2 separate regions of the Mus musculus genome follow, and region 1 is linked to region 2. Evidence: chromatin contacts called from public promoter capture Hi-C data. All regions are on one chromosome and are shown on one strand. The core of a region is the stretch at or near the end of the contact, and the rest is flanking DNA. Distances in the headings are between cores, read along the strand shown.

Region 1 (7,027 bases), core at 1,767-4,266, 2.0 Mb after region 2:
TAATAATTATTGACAATAATATGGAGAAGTGAAACCCTTTATGCAGTGTTGATGGGAGTGTGAAATGGCATGGTCACTGGGAAAAAGACAAATGGCAGGCTGGGAGTGTGACTGGTGGCAGAGCACTCACATACTAGCACTTCATACTAATGTCAAAGGCTCTGGCTTCAATCCCCAGAACCACAAAAGTGAAACAAAGAAAGCGGCAGTTCCTCAAAAGTTAAGGGTTATTCCCAAAAGAACTGAAAGGAGGACCACTGCAGCATTATGGATGGCAACTAAAATTTGGAAGCATTCATCCATAGTAAGATGAATGGATAAGAAAATGTATTACATGCAAGAGAGAATTATTCAATCTTAGAAAGAAAATCATGGCAGATGTTATAGCAAGGATAAACTTTGAAGACATTATACTAAATTAAAAAAAAAAAAACACAGCCACAAAACGGGGTGGGGAGTGGGGGGGAGACAAACAGTGAAAAGTTATATGGTGAAGTTCAGAGACAAAAAGCAGAAAAGTGGCTGCCAGGGGATTCAAGGAAGAGGAGGGAAGGAGTTGTTTAACAATTACAGAATTTTAGTCTTGAAAGATGGAAGAATCCTGAAGATGGACGGAGGTGGTGATTGCACAACAGAGTCCATGTACACAATGACCCTGAACTTCACACTTAAAACATGGTTAGGATGATAAATCTTGTGATGCGTATCACACCACCATAAAAACACTGAAAAATAAAACTGAGAAATTGGTCTCTTCAAAGGTCAAGTGTTGGTTCCATTGGGACTGTGAGGCAAACACTCAACACTGTGGCCACCTCCATCTACCTCTCCGTACCGGAGACCTCCCTCTTCTTGCTCTCCTCAGAGTCTCCTTTCTTCCCAGAGCCAAACCAAACGCGTACTTCAGCTTCCAACCGAGCAACTAGCACTCCTGCTCCACCAGTTCAAAGCAGCATGGAACTTAATCCCTCTAAACGTTTATGCCTCCTCTTTGAAACAAGGGATAATTCCTACCTACCTGCCACACAAGGTTGTTATGAGGGCAAAAGTGAGATCACGTTCATAAAAGTAGCTTTCAAATGCCAAGCACCAAAGAAACATAAATTAAGTTTAACTACTTTCACATGGCGATTGAGACGCTTTAATAACATAAGCTTCACAAACATACGCTTACAACACCTCACCCATGCTGGCATTTAAAATACACATCATCCTCAAATAACACCTTTCTTTGTTAGTCTTTACTGAAGGGCAACATAGGGGAGTAGGTTTCTCGTAAATACCCTAAAGCATTTGAACCAACCACCCAAAACGCAATCGATTATCCTACATATCTCACGAAAACTGAATATTTATGACCCCAGAATAGGCTGACAACATCCTAGAACTACACTTCCCACAAAGCATAGAGTGGAACACGGGCAGCAGGCTGGGCGGCCTGGCATTAAGGGCGACCACTGCTCCCAGCGAGCTTGGATCGTCATCCCCTGGAAAATCGCAACGCTTGGCATGGAGTGGGACTCTCTCCTTTCTGACAGCTCCGTCACCCTCGTTTTGTTTTTTGTTTTGTTTTGTTTTTCTGCCATTAACAGCGGCCCTATTGGCCTTTACAGCTTCAACCTGAAAGTCATCTCCCATCTGTGACCTTTCTGCCGATTCCTTGGAGGTGCGGGAAAGGCAACCCTCTCCCCTTCCCCAAAGCTCCACGTCCAGAATTCGCCCGTCAGTCAGAATCAAGGGACATGCGGGGGGTCTGACGGAACGGACGGGTGGACACAGTCCGACCTGGGGGCGACAGGCCGCGCGCCAGCTCCGGTAGCAAGCCAGGGGCCCGGGATCCCCCCAAAGCCCGGGCCGAAGCAGATTTCGAGCAGGGGTAGCTAAGCCCGGGGCTCTGGTTTCAATTTCACGACGTGACATTGCAAACCTGCGGCCTACGAGCGCCCGCGGCGGCGGCCCGCGCCTGTTCGCCCGCCCTCCCGCCAGGCCTGAGCCCCGGAGCCCCGTGCCGAGACCACCGCACACCCACTTGCCCGGCCCCGCGCCCCCCCAGCCTCCCGTGTCTGGCCGGGCCCAGCCCCGGTCCTGCGTGGAGTTAAATCCCGCTCCCAGCTGCAGGCTCCGCGCCGCACTTACTCAGCTCGTCCTGGGAGGCGGAGGCGGCGGCCGCAGCCATGTTGCGCCCGGGAGCGAGCGAGGGAGGGGCGGGCGGGCGGCCGGCGAGGGGGGCTCGCGGCCGTCGCCGTGCCGTGCCGTGCGGTGCCGCGCCGCGCCGCGCCGTGCCGCAGGGGCCCGGAGCCGCCTCGGGTCTCTCACGCGGGCCGCGCTGCGCCCTCGAGGCCCGCCCGCTGCCTGCGTCCTCTGCGCTGCGAGCGTCGCTCTCGCCGCGCCTCGCGAGCTCGCGACTCGGGAGCTCCCTCTCAGCCTCGCGCCTCGGAGGAGCCGCTGCCGCCCGTGCGGCCGAGTGACCGCGCGGCGGCTCTTCGGCTCGGCGCCCGGCTTGCTAGCCTCACGCCGGCTCTTATATTTAGAAAGAGCTGAGCCATCCTCCCCCCTCCCCCTCCGCCTCCGCCGGCCCCTCGCGCGCCCGCTCGCCCGCCCTCGCTGCCTCGCTCGCGCCGCGTCCTGCCCACCTGCCGCCGCCAAGCTTCCCCGGCGCGGAGCGGGAGACGCAGACGCGGCGGGCCAACCCCTGGACCTGAGCCTCATTCCCTCAGCCGCACGCAAGCACGCGGCCTCTGACCTGAGTCGGAGCCGGTCTCCATAGCCCGGGATGCTGCGGCGACCCAGCGAGGTGGAGGACGGGCCGGGCCCGAGGAGACGCGCGGCCGCTCCGGAGGAGCCTGCGTGCGGCCGAGCGGAGCCGGGCTGTCCTGGCTGCCGCGGAGAGCTTCCCCGCCCCGGGCTGTGGCGTTAAAGGTCTGCGGCTGTCACGTCCGCCTGGTCGGAGCTGGAGGAACACGCGCCCGGACGGAGGAAGAGACGCGGACTCGGAAAAGTAGAGCGGGGCTCGAATCGGAGGAGGAGGAGGAGGAAGAGGAGGAAGCCCCGCCCTGCGCCTCGCGCCCAACTTCTCGGCCGCCGCGCTGACTCAGGCCGGGCCTCCGAGCAGCCCCGAAGTTAAAGCCCAGAGGGACCTGCACCGAGGGCTCACCCTGGGGGATGCTCCCCTAACGTTAGCCTCCCGAGCGAGCTGCGAGCCAGGGAAGGGCCGGAAACCACGATATTTGAGCTACCAAGACGTGCTTTAGAGTCCTTCTTCTTAACCCGAGTTTAGTGGCAATCCCAACTTTTAACTTTAAGCCTCTCGTTGGTCCATGAGGTCGTGTACAGCTGCAAAATGGAATTCAAATCAAGGGCTTATATGGTTACTATAAGAACAACCAAAAAAAAAAAAAAAAGAAAGAAATTAGGTGCCAGATCAAAGACATTTTTAGAGGAAAAGAAAATAATCGAGACCCTAAATGAACTGAAGTTGCATATATTCCCGCAAAATGGAATCCCTAGGGCCCTAGATAATGCCTTGAAATTTGAATACATGCGGCTCCCAATGTAACTTAGGCAAGTACGAGATAGCAACAAACACTGACCATGTTACTTCCTGTATTAATTTTACATTTACAAAGAAAGTTACATTATCTTTGTCATTATCATAAAAATAAGAGTCCTTCCTCCTAGTTCAGCTACCTCACCCATCTCACACCCAAGAGAAAAATTATTAAATGTAGAATTTGTTGATGCTTCAAGACCTAGTTCTGCACACATGTATAGCCCCAGGTTCAGTTTGGTTCATAGTGATAAAACTTGGATATGGTCTCTCTCTCTCTTTCTCTCTTTCTCTCTCTCTCTCTCTCTCTCTCTCTCACACACACACACACACACACACACACACACTCCTTCCCTGCTGCTTGTTTTGCCTAATGCTGGACTTTGGGACAATAATTAGATCCTGAGAGTCTGGCCTAATCAGAGGTTAATACTGATTGCACAGCTCCATTGCCCATGGAAAAGCAGGAGGTGGGGCTAACTGAAGGAAGTATATCACTGGAGGTGTGTTCTTAGGGACTGTGTTGCAATGGCCTCTTCCTGTCATTGCTGTCTGCTTCGTGTTTGCCGTGAGAGGGGCTGCTTTATTTCATCACACACACCCTGCCACGTGTCCAGCCCCACCTCAAGTCCACAGCAATGGAACCAAGTGACCATGTACCACACCTCTGAAACTGTGAGCCAAATACAGTTTTGTTTTTTTACTCATTTTAAATGGTCATAAACTTGTCACAGTGACAGAAAAGCAAACACAGGTGGAGTCCAGGTTCTGGGTAAATGTTTTCAACCCCCACAAACACTTTCACTATTAATTGGAAGAACTACATTACCATTTGTTAATGACTTAATAGTATATGTACCTTCTCCCCAGCCCCATTCCCATATCCCCAATCTCACCCTACTCTCCAGATTGACTAACTCCAGACTAACTCCACCCTCTCCCTCCTGGGGACTTGAAACTGACTAGATTTGTATAGTGCTCTGAGCCTCAGTGCTTTTTTAGTGGACATTCTTGCTCTTTGGTTTGGCATTTCTTCCAAAATAAATGCAATGACCATTTATAAACAATACTAAAGTACAGAAATGTCTCTCCACCCCTCCCAGTACCATTGTCCACTACTCCTCAGAAAGGATTCAAAACTTGTCAGCCGTTTGATGCATACGAACTCTCCTAGTTCTGTACTCTATAGTAAAACACTCTAAATGTCATGAAAGGCTGGCTAAGGGTCTTTTTTTTATCTATTTAGGTGTTCAGAGATGGCAAGGATAGAGGCTGGAGAGATGGCTCAGTGGTTAGAAGCATGGTTGCTCTCCCAGAAGACCCTTGTTCACTTCCCAGGGTCCAAATGGCAGTTAACCATCTGTAACTCAAGTTCCACAAGATCTGACTGACACCTTCTAACCTCTGCGGGCACTGCATGCGTGTGGGGAACAGACGTGCATGTGCAGACAAAACACCCACACACATAAAACAAAATCTCAGAAAAAAAATAGTGGCAAGAATAGTTTCCTTGGTGTTAGCATCTCTGAGCTCTTGAGCAGAGGCTTACTAAGTCAGAGGTGTACAGGCCTAGAGGTATATGACTCTAAGCTTTAAAAGGCAGAGGCTTACACTATACATGTAAGTATATGTAAGTATATATAAGTACATGTAAGTGGTTCAGGTCAAAGCAAGCCACAGCCCTCAAAGTCAGGGGCTTTTTGCTCCAAAATTGCTCAGCCAGGCTTGGAACCTTAGGAACTCCGGACAGAGGCTATCACTCTGGGCACAGAACCCAGCAGCTGGTGTTACAGCAGCAAACCTCAATTATCAGGACCCTTGGCTCTGAACCCCCGCCAGCTCTCTGGAAGTCTTGCATGGATGGGACTTTCAACCTCACTGACTCCACCCTTCACTGTTTCTTACCTTCGGCTCTTCTCTGTACAGTCTCCTGCCATGGCCTGCTCTCTGAAGCTCTCGGGCTATTTTCTCACTTCCGCTGCTGCTGCTGCTGCTGTCGCCACCACCTCTGTTAGTACCCATGCTGAGGCTGAACACCACCCCAGTGCTCTCTTCTCTCCATGCAACAAGTTTAGTCCACTCTACCTATAGTAAAGACTATGTATGGGCAAATGAAAGGCCACTCAAGAGAGACTTTTTATTGGAGCCTAGTATGATAGTACAGAGATAGTACATGGAAAAGAAGGCTTCAAAACTGACCCCATGAGACTAAGAAGCAGGCTGCTTATAAAGCCAGAAAGGGGGTGTGGCATCTGTAGGAGCAGCTCCTCGCTCCATCAGTCAGAGCTTTGCCTGTTTAGCAATCATGACCTAGTTCGTGTGTGTCAATCAAGAACTTTTTTGCTGAGTCACCAGGGAACGTGTTCCCCTTGGCCTAAGCAGACTATAACTCAAGATAGGTAGCATCATCAAGATGTCCCTGAGACTTATCATGATGACAGTGAAGTCTCCAAGAGCTGGTGCAAGCTGACTAGGACAGACATGACAAAAATGAGACCTCTTAAGCAGCTATCATCATAATGGTGCTCAAAACTACAGTTGAATTTGCTCAGTTCCCATGCAATGTTCAAAGCAGCCAGGCCACCATGATAGCAGCACTCCTGCTGTAGCCCCCTAAAAGGGACTGCTTGATTGACATTTTCGATGGGAAGAGTCTGACAGTTGTCTGTCAAATGGTGAGTGGCTCAATCAAGACAGCTTTGATCATTTAAAAGGGAAAGACATGAAAGAGTATCTACATTAAAGGCCTATTGTGAACTAGTACTTACCTCACAGTGTTTAACCTTATTCAACCTCTACTGAAAGGAAGCTCAAAGAGATTTGAGTGCCTTGTATCTGTCTCACAATGACTGGTTAGGGAAAGTGTCTTTCCATAATTTCAAGTGGAACCTTTCGTAGCCATGTCAAATAAAAACCAAATATGAGTTAAGGACAGCAACTGAGGAGATTTTAGCCTTTAGACAAGAATAATTAGCAACTTAGTCTATTGTATATAGAAAGTCCAGTCTCCACATGTACAAATCACCTGCATGTGTGTACAGAGATTTTTAACCAAAACAGTGGAATCTTATTATACATATTATTGTGTGTTATCATTGTACCAATTAAAGCATCACAGATACCCTTTTATATATCACTAATAATAATCATGGCTAATAAAATACTAATTCTTCCTGATACAAAACTAAGAATTGGACTCATATACTCCTCTCAATAGTTTTATGAAGTGGAGTCTTTATGGCACAGAGGGATTCAGGGGTACAGCCACAGCACCACAAACTAGCAAGTAAGTGAGGAGTGGAGACTTGAGTCTAGACAGTGGATTAGAGTGGTTTGGTTTCATCTGGCTGTGTTGTATTCTGTTGCGTTGTATTATAGTGTGTTGGGTTGGGAATGGCCCCAGTGCCTGGTGCATATTGAAAAGGCTTCTATCACTGAACTATGCTGTCAGTACTCTGAATGTGTTTTGTTTTCTTACTT
Region 2 (7,255 bases), core at 4,246-6,745:
AGACAGCTACAGTGTACTCATTAAAAAACAAAAAACAAAAAAACAAAAAACAAACAAACAAACAAAAAACCAAGAAATATTATGACTGGTTAGCTCACTTGGTTAGAGTGTGATGCTAACAACACCAAGGTCAAGGGTTCGATCCCTGTACAGGCCACATATATCATATATTTGACCTGGGGGGGGGGGGGGAGGCCGGACAGTGGTGGTGCACGCCTTTAATCCCAGCACTTGGGTAGCAGAGGCAAGTGGATTTCTGAGTTTGAGGCCAGCCTGGTCTACAGAGTGAGTTCCAGGATAGCCAGAGATAGACAGAGAAAGCCTGTCTCAAAAAACAAAAACCAACAACAACAAAAAAAAGCACTGACTGCTCTTCCAGAGGTTCCAAGTTTGATTCCCAGCAACCACATGGTGGCTCCCAACCATTTGTACTGGGATCCGATGTCCTCTTCTGGTGTGTCTGAAGACAGTTACAGTGTACTCATATAAATATAATAAATAAATAAATCTTTAAAAAAAGAAATATTATAATATGCTTTCATATTAATCCTGGGTATGAGCATACGGGGCTGCTTCAGACTGTCCAAAGCAGCTGACTATGATTTGTCTCACGCTCTGTCAGGGGCATGGTTTTGTCAGCTGCAGAATAGTTTCTGCGGTTGTGTGATGTTTGGAATTCTGGGAACTTTTCAGAGGGTGTATAAATGCTAGGACCCCGAGAGTTGGTGGTTGTTCAGGGGAATTGGTTGTAGTTTGTTAGTAGTCATGCTCAAAGAAAGAAATGAGATTCAGATCTCTCTCTCTTCCGGACCCCCTTCCTTCCTTCCCTCCTATCTATTGATAGGGAGTGAAACCTAGGAAATAAAGGGTGGGAAAAAGAAGAACCCACAAAGTAGCAAAGGGAAGCAACAGAACAGACTTGCAGCTATGGCTCAGTCATTTTAATCATACATAGACTCTTTGGGGCTAAACATTCCACAATTAATTTAAACATCCTGTTAAAAGATTTTGGTAGTTTTTCATTTGGGAACTTCACAAGTAAAATGTTATTCATACTCGGATTCTATGTCTCAAATATTTGCAGGGGTTTCTCTGCACATATAGACAGGGGTTGAATTGCTAGGATAGTCATAGTATCAGCCTTTTTCTTAGACAGGGTCCCATTATGTCACTCAGGATGGCCTGTTACTTAATAATTCTTCTGCCTCAGCCTCATGTGTGCTGGGATTACAACCCTGTGCCATTATCCCATCCTCTAACTTCAGTTTTTCTTTTCTGAGTCAGGTTCTCAATGTGTAGCCTCTGTGGCTTGGAACTTGCTACATAGACCAGGCTGGTCTCCAAGTCTCACTGATCTGCCTGCCCCCAACTCCCAGTGCACTACATCTGGACTTAGGTAGGTAGAGTAAGCTCACACATCTTGCTTTACTTCTGACTGTTCTTGGTTCTTTGGTCTTTCATATACATTTTTAGAATTACTTTATCCAAATATTATCCCAAACTCTATGGAAAGTTTCATTGGAATTGCACTAAATTTACAAATCAATAGGAAAAGCTATGTCTTGAGTTTTCTATTGGTCTAGACATGAACATAGTACTTTTCTCTCAGTCTACTTTGACTTTCTCCATAATCTGATAGCTTTCTTTGCTATATACTCATGCAAATCCTTCTAGTAACCTCTTGTTTTAATATCTTACTATAACTGGTATTTTAATGTCTTTTAAAAATTAATGTAGACAAATGCAACCATTCATAGAATGTATATTCCATGAATGTACTATTTCTATATTGATAATTCTAACACAACGGGGCTCCTGATTTTTCTTTTTGTATCTCTGCACCTTTTGTTGATTCTTGTCTCATAGAAGGCCTGGGATTTCCAGCATCATTTCAACAGGTCTGTGATAGCAGGTACCAGTTCTTGTCTCTGCCTTTTAAAAATAAATGTATCTTTAAAGTTTATTGTTGCTATAATGTTTCCTGTAGATATCCTTATCAGCTAAGAAAGGCTTTTCCAGCAATATGTTATGTTCCCTTATCAGCTAACATGGGTTGTTCCAGCAATATTTTTAGAATGTGTGTGTGTTTGTGTGTGTATGTGCGCGCGTGCGTGTTATGTGTATACATTAGACAAGCACTCTTATCACTGATCTGCATCCCCAGCAAAGGACAGCATTTCCTACTTGTAGTTTACAAAATAATTTGTTATAATTAGAAGCTGAATGAAAATGAAGGTTCTTTCTGTATCTATTGCAGTGAAAGTATTTCATTTCTAATCTGTGAAGACAGAAAACTCTACAGATTTTCTGATGCTGACAAGGCCTTGTTTTTCTAGAATAAGACCTAAAAGTCAAGACTTTCACTGGGAAAATCGGCAGTGAATCAACACAAAAATAACAGCTATCTACCACACATTGGGTGATGCTAATCTTACTTGTTTACCCCAAACCTTGTCTCCTTCACAGTGTCCTCCCTGATTCAACATCTGAGCTCTAGGAGCATGCATTATTGATAAACTCATCGGATACTTTATACGTGCTTGCTATCCTGTACACACTCTACCTACCAGCTAAAATATATGCCCTTTAAAGAGCGGCAACTATAATAAATTCTTAATTCAAGTACTTAAAATATCCTTAGGGAGATGTGGAAATTAGTGGATAAGAATAACAGTGCTGTATCCTTAGAAGAGAAACTCTTTTTTTTGTTTGTTTGTTTTTTTTGTTTTGTTTTGTTTTTCGAGACAGGGTTTCTCTGTATAGCCCTGGCTGTCCTGGAACTCACTTTGTAGACCAGGCTGACCTCGAACTCAGAGATTCACCTGTCTCTGCTTCCCGAGTGCTGGGATTAAAGGCGTGCGCCACCACGCCCGGATAGAAGAGAAACTCTTGAGCATGTGAGTTTTCCAGAGGGCTGTCCCCACCCCACCCCGAGCCCCAAACTCAGAGGGGGAGAGAAGAGAATAAGAGGGTGAGAGGACGAGGAGGAGGAGGAGGAGGATGACGATGACGACGACGATGACAAGGAGGAGGACGTGGAGGAGGAGGAGGAGGAGGAGGAGGAGGAGGAAGAGAGAGATCCATGTGAGTCAGGCTGGCCCCAAACTCCACTTCCTGAGTGCAGAGTTTACATGAACTGCCATAGCTTATGTGATGCTGGGGGTCACATGTATAAAAACTGAGCTATGTCCCCAGCTCCAGTTTTAATATCTTAAACTCAGTGAAACTTTGAAATCAGTCTAAATTGTCTTTATGTACTTCCATACTTTGTCAGTCAAGCACCCTAACCATGCTTTATGCATCTCTTGATACTGTGAGGATGGTCTGTCGTTATGCACATCGGTCATGGAACTGTGGCACCGCCACAACTGTGGGACACAGAACCTCAACCGTGATGCTGAATAAGGCATCACGTACCAAACGGGGAAGGGCATTTTTCCCCTCCAGTTAATTTTTAGCAGCAAATTACACTTTTCCTCTTCTGCTCTCTTGCTTTAGAATAAAAAACACAGCTCCATAGTACTGGTAAAAACACAGCTCCATAGTACTGGTAACGTTTTAGCAATGATACTATACAAAGTTACTGTTTTTTCAGACTGCAGCTCTCTGGATAGTTTTTCTACACTGGAACTTTTTTTTTGTAACTACTCTGCCCTGCTCACATCACCTCCTCTTATCTCTAGAAGGGACATGGGGGTGGCTAAAAAGCAGACAGACTACTGGAGGCAAGCTACCTGGATTCAAACCCCTCTTGGGCATTTAAGAGTTGAAATTCCTAACATCAGGTTAGCTGATCTAACTAACGGTCCACTTCTTCATCTGCCTTCTGAGAGAAACAACCCCACACCTCACCTCAGGGGTGGCAAGAATTAAATGAGTTAGCACTGGCAAACTTCTAGTACTAAGGAGATGGGTAAAGCCTAATCCGCCTCTAGCCCATCACTCTCATCTCTCTCCATTCCTCGCCACTTATGGGGTGTGGTTGTTCTGGTGATGGGGAGTTCGGGGAAGTCTCCAGGGTGGAAGGAGATGTAAGTGCTAGAAAGGAAATGGCGGCTCTTCCATGCATGCATGCATTACTCAGGAAGACAGAAAGCCACAGAGTGCCAGGTATAGTCACCATTGCTCCATTAATCACAGGATGCAGGGAGGAAAATGGGGATATTTACTTCATTAGCATTAGAAGAATTTCAGAAGCATATAAAACTACAATTTTCAAATATTTTTGCGACCAGGCTGGAACAGACAGTATTTAAAAGTCTATGGAATAGTGACAACCTCCCTTTCATTAAACGTGTTTATGTAAGGCATTGGTGGACAGGAGTTGAGGTTGTTGTAAGAAATCATCTTTTAATTTGGAGTCGGATAAGATAATTTAAGATTCTTTCTACCTCTAAAATCTTGGTAATCCTGGCATGAGTCACCAAGGTGTTACAGGCTTAGTATGAGTCACACATCGCCAACGCACAGCCAAAGACAAAATTCCTCCCTTGGTGTTTGGCACAGTACCATAGCTGTAGATGAGGAATTCTAGCCCTCGGGTTATGTATACCTCAGCTCAGAGAGACAAACTTTTTTTTTTTAATTAAGCACATCCTAGCTGATTCTAGACTTCTTTTATAACTCAAAATATAATAATGCACTAATCCCAACTGAGACCTTGCAAAAGGTGTGCATCAATCAGGATTAAGCACTCCTTCCTGTCACTCTACAGAGTTCTAGCAGACAGAGGTGGTGGGCAGGCAAATGACAGGGAGAGACAGGACAGGTGGCCGGAGTGGGTGGGAGTTGGGCGAGCCCACACATGACCAAGGGAACAGGACAAAGGCCTTGGAGAACACGCTGGAGTAAGAGGCAAACTGGAATGCCTTAGTCTGCACCCAGCGCCTGGGTCTGGCCTGCGATGCGGACAGCGACAGCGGCGGCCGACTGAGCAGCGGCCGCCAGCTTGGCTCTGGAAGTCAGAGAACCCCATAGGGGTCCTACTGACCCGCGGCTGGGCCTCACTCGGAGCCACTGGGCCAGGCGGGTCCGGCTGCCTAGGCCGAACAACGCACCTGCTGGGCTCCAGCGCTTCCAGCGCTTCACCGCGAGCCCAGGAGTAGCCGCCCGGCTCTGGGCCCCCACGCGAGTCCCGCCGTGCCGCCGTCTTGCTCGCGCAATGCGGGACAGCGCCGCCTCCCGCCCCGCCAAGCCGGACCGAGGAAAGAGCGCCCGCCGCCATCGCGGGCAGCGCACACGGGGACCAGGGGCCGCGGTACCTGAGAAACCAGGGGCAGAAGAGTCTGTTCCACCGAGCGCGTCCTGATCTCCAGTCCCGAGTCGAAGGTGAAGCCAGCCGCGTTGGAGGAGTGGACAGCTCCCGCACCGCCACCGCCCGGGACTGGAGAAGCGGCCATGGCCCTCCACCGATAGCACAGCGCGCTATCCGCACCTCTGCCTGCCCGCCAACCAGCCTCCGGGTTGCCCGCCGCCTCGCCGCACCGAGGCCCCACCCCTACCCTTGTGCCACTACTTCGGCCCCGCCTCCATGCGACCCTGGGCCCGTATCCCCGCCCCCAGGCCTGTACCACCGCGCGGGCCCCGCCTTCGAGGCCACCCAACTCTAGCTAGTTCTGCCCAGCACCCTAGCCGAGCCCCCTCTACGTCCCGCCCACTGACCCATAGTCTGGCGCGTAGCAGTCCAGGATCATCAGCTCCGCCTCTAGGGTGGCACGCCCCACCAGCTCCGCCCTAATACCTGGGCGGCCCCACCCATCCACTGCCATAGTCCCACCCCGCGGACCCGCCCTCTGGCCGCCCCTGTGCCTCTTTCCTCAAGGGTGAGTTCCAAAGCCTAATTTTATCTAGAGCAGGCCACCCGAGAGCCTCCACAAGTTTATGTGGCCTCTTACCAGAAGACAACTGTCCCCAACAAAGCTTTCCACCAAATCCATTTGCCTCAAAAGTCAATTCTGATTTCCCGTAAATATTTCTACATGTTTTTATGGTGTTGAACCTCTGCCCTGGGACTGAGACATCAATTACACTTGTAACCATCTTTCTTTCAATGGCTTCCGAGGAAAGACAGTCCCATTTCGCCTCCACTTCTATGTTCTGATTGTATCTCTTACAGAGTTGAAACATTTGATAATATATTCACATATCTTGATACTCAGCAAGAAGGCAGTGTATCTTGCAGTTACCTTTAGAATTCACCTTCAAGAGAATCAAAAACAAAAGTTTGGGCTCTGGCTAAATAATACCTTTTAAAAACTTGTAACATTGTTTCTAATATTAGCCAAGAACTAGCAGCATGTTAACTGCTCCTTGAATGAAAAGATGTGTCTGACTGAAGTCACTTAAGGCTAAGAATCCATTCTCTCAGCCCAACCATGAGCTCACACAGAATCCCTGTGGTGAGAAGAGGTGCCAAAGCGCCTTTTCCTCCAGTTTCCAGGAACAAAGCCAAGGAAGGCATTCAGAAGCCTGTGTCTTAAGAAAGATTCTACACTGACCTTAGGAAGGACCCAGCGACTGACTAAGCAGCACAATAAAGCATTTTTGAAGGACCATAGCTGCTAATGAGCACACGTGGGGGCAAAAAGGAATCTGAGACTGGCTTTCTTCATCAAGTTAGGCTGATGGATTCGGCTTGCAGTGTTGGAAGGGAAGCTGAAGGACTCAGTTTCACCTGCCCAAGCAGCATGGGCATCTCCGGTAATGGTATAAAAGAGCTCCTGAATTCAACTCATCCTCCAATTCTTTTTTTCTTGTAAAGTGTGTCTACACGTGGGCATGTGTCCGTGAGGGCAGTGCCTGAAGGACAGAGGCATCAGATCTCCTGGAGCTGAATTAAGGGGGTTACCAGCCGTCCAACATAGGTGTTAGGAATTGAACTGGCTCCTTTAGAAGAACAGTATGCACCCTGAGCTGCAGAGCTTTCTCCAGGCTCCTTCTCCCAACACTTACCTTAACCCTCTCTCACGCCTGATCTACAAGGCTGCCTCCCACCAAACCACTGAGGACTTCTGCCTCAGCTATGGACTCTTCTGGCCTCTTTATGGTGTAAACACTTACTCTGCAGACAGCTTCCCTCATGTAAGATGACCCAATTTCATAAAAATACTGGCATCAGTATAGATAGTGGCACCAAAGGTAGGATACCCAGGGAAAGTCTGGACAAAGTTCAAATTCCTCAAAAAGAGGAGGCTAAGTTTATCACCGGTTTCATTCAACATTTGTAACTTTATTTCAAAATATAAATATTTTACAT

What was found. Promoter capture Hi-C pulls out the DNA fragments that hold promoters and counts their contacts.
Region 1: a contact with region 2 is called in a promoter capture Hi-C map of liver, with 8 times the contacts expected there. The contact joins the promoter of Ecpas here to the promoter of Ctnnal1 in region 2. A contact is called at or near these places in 4 of 39 promoter capture datasets (cranial neural crest, hippocampal neurons, liver and 1 more).

Annotation. Positions count from the first base shown.
Region 1 is chr4:58,909,733-58,916,759 of GRCm38.p6, forward strand. It overlaps Ecpas (Ecm29 proteasome adaptor and scaffold), which reads right to left and starts at 3,017. Exons shown (of 49, transcript NM_172381.3): 1 at 2,744-3,017. The coding sequence starts at 2,765.
Region 2 is chr4:56,859,716-56,866,970 of GRCm38.p6, forward strand. It overlaps Ctnnal1 (catenin (cadherin associated protein), alpha-like 1), which reads right to left and starts at 5,496. Exons shown (of 19, transcript NM_018761.3): 1 at 5,262-5,496. The coding sequence starts at 5,399.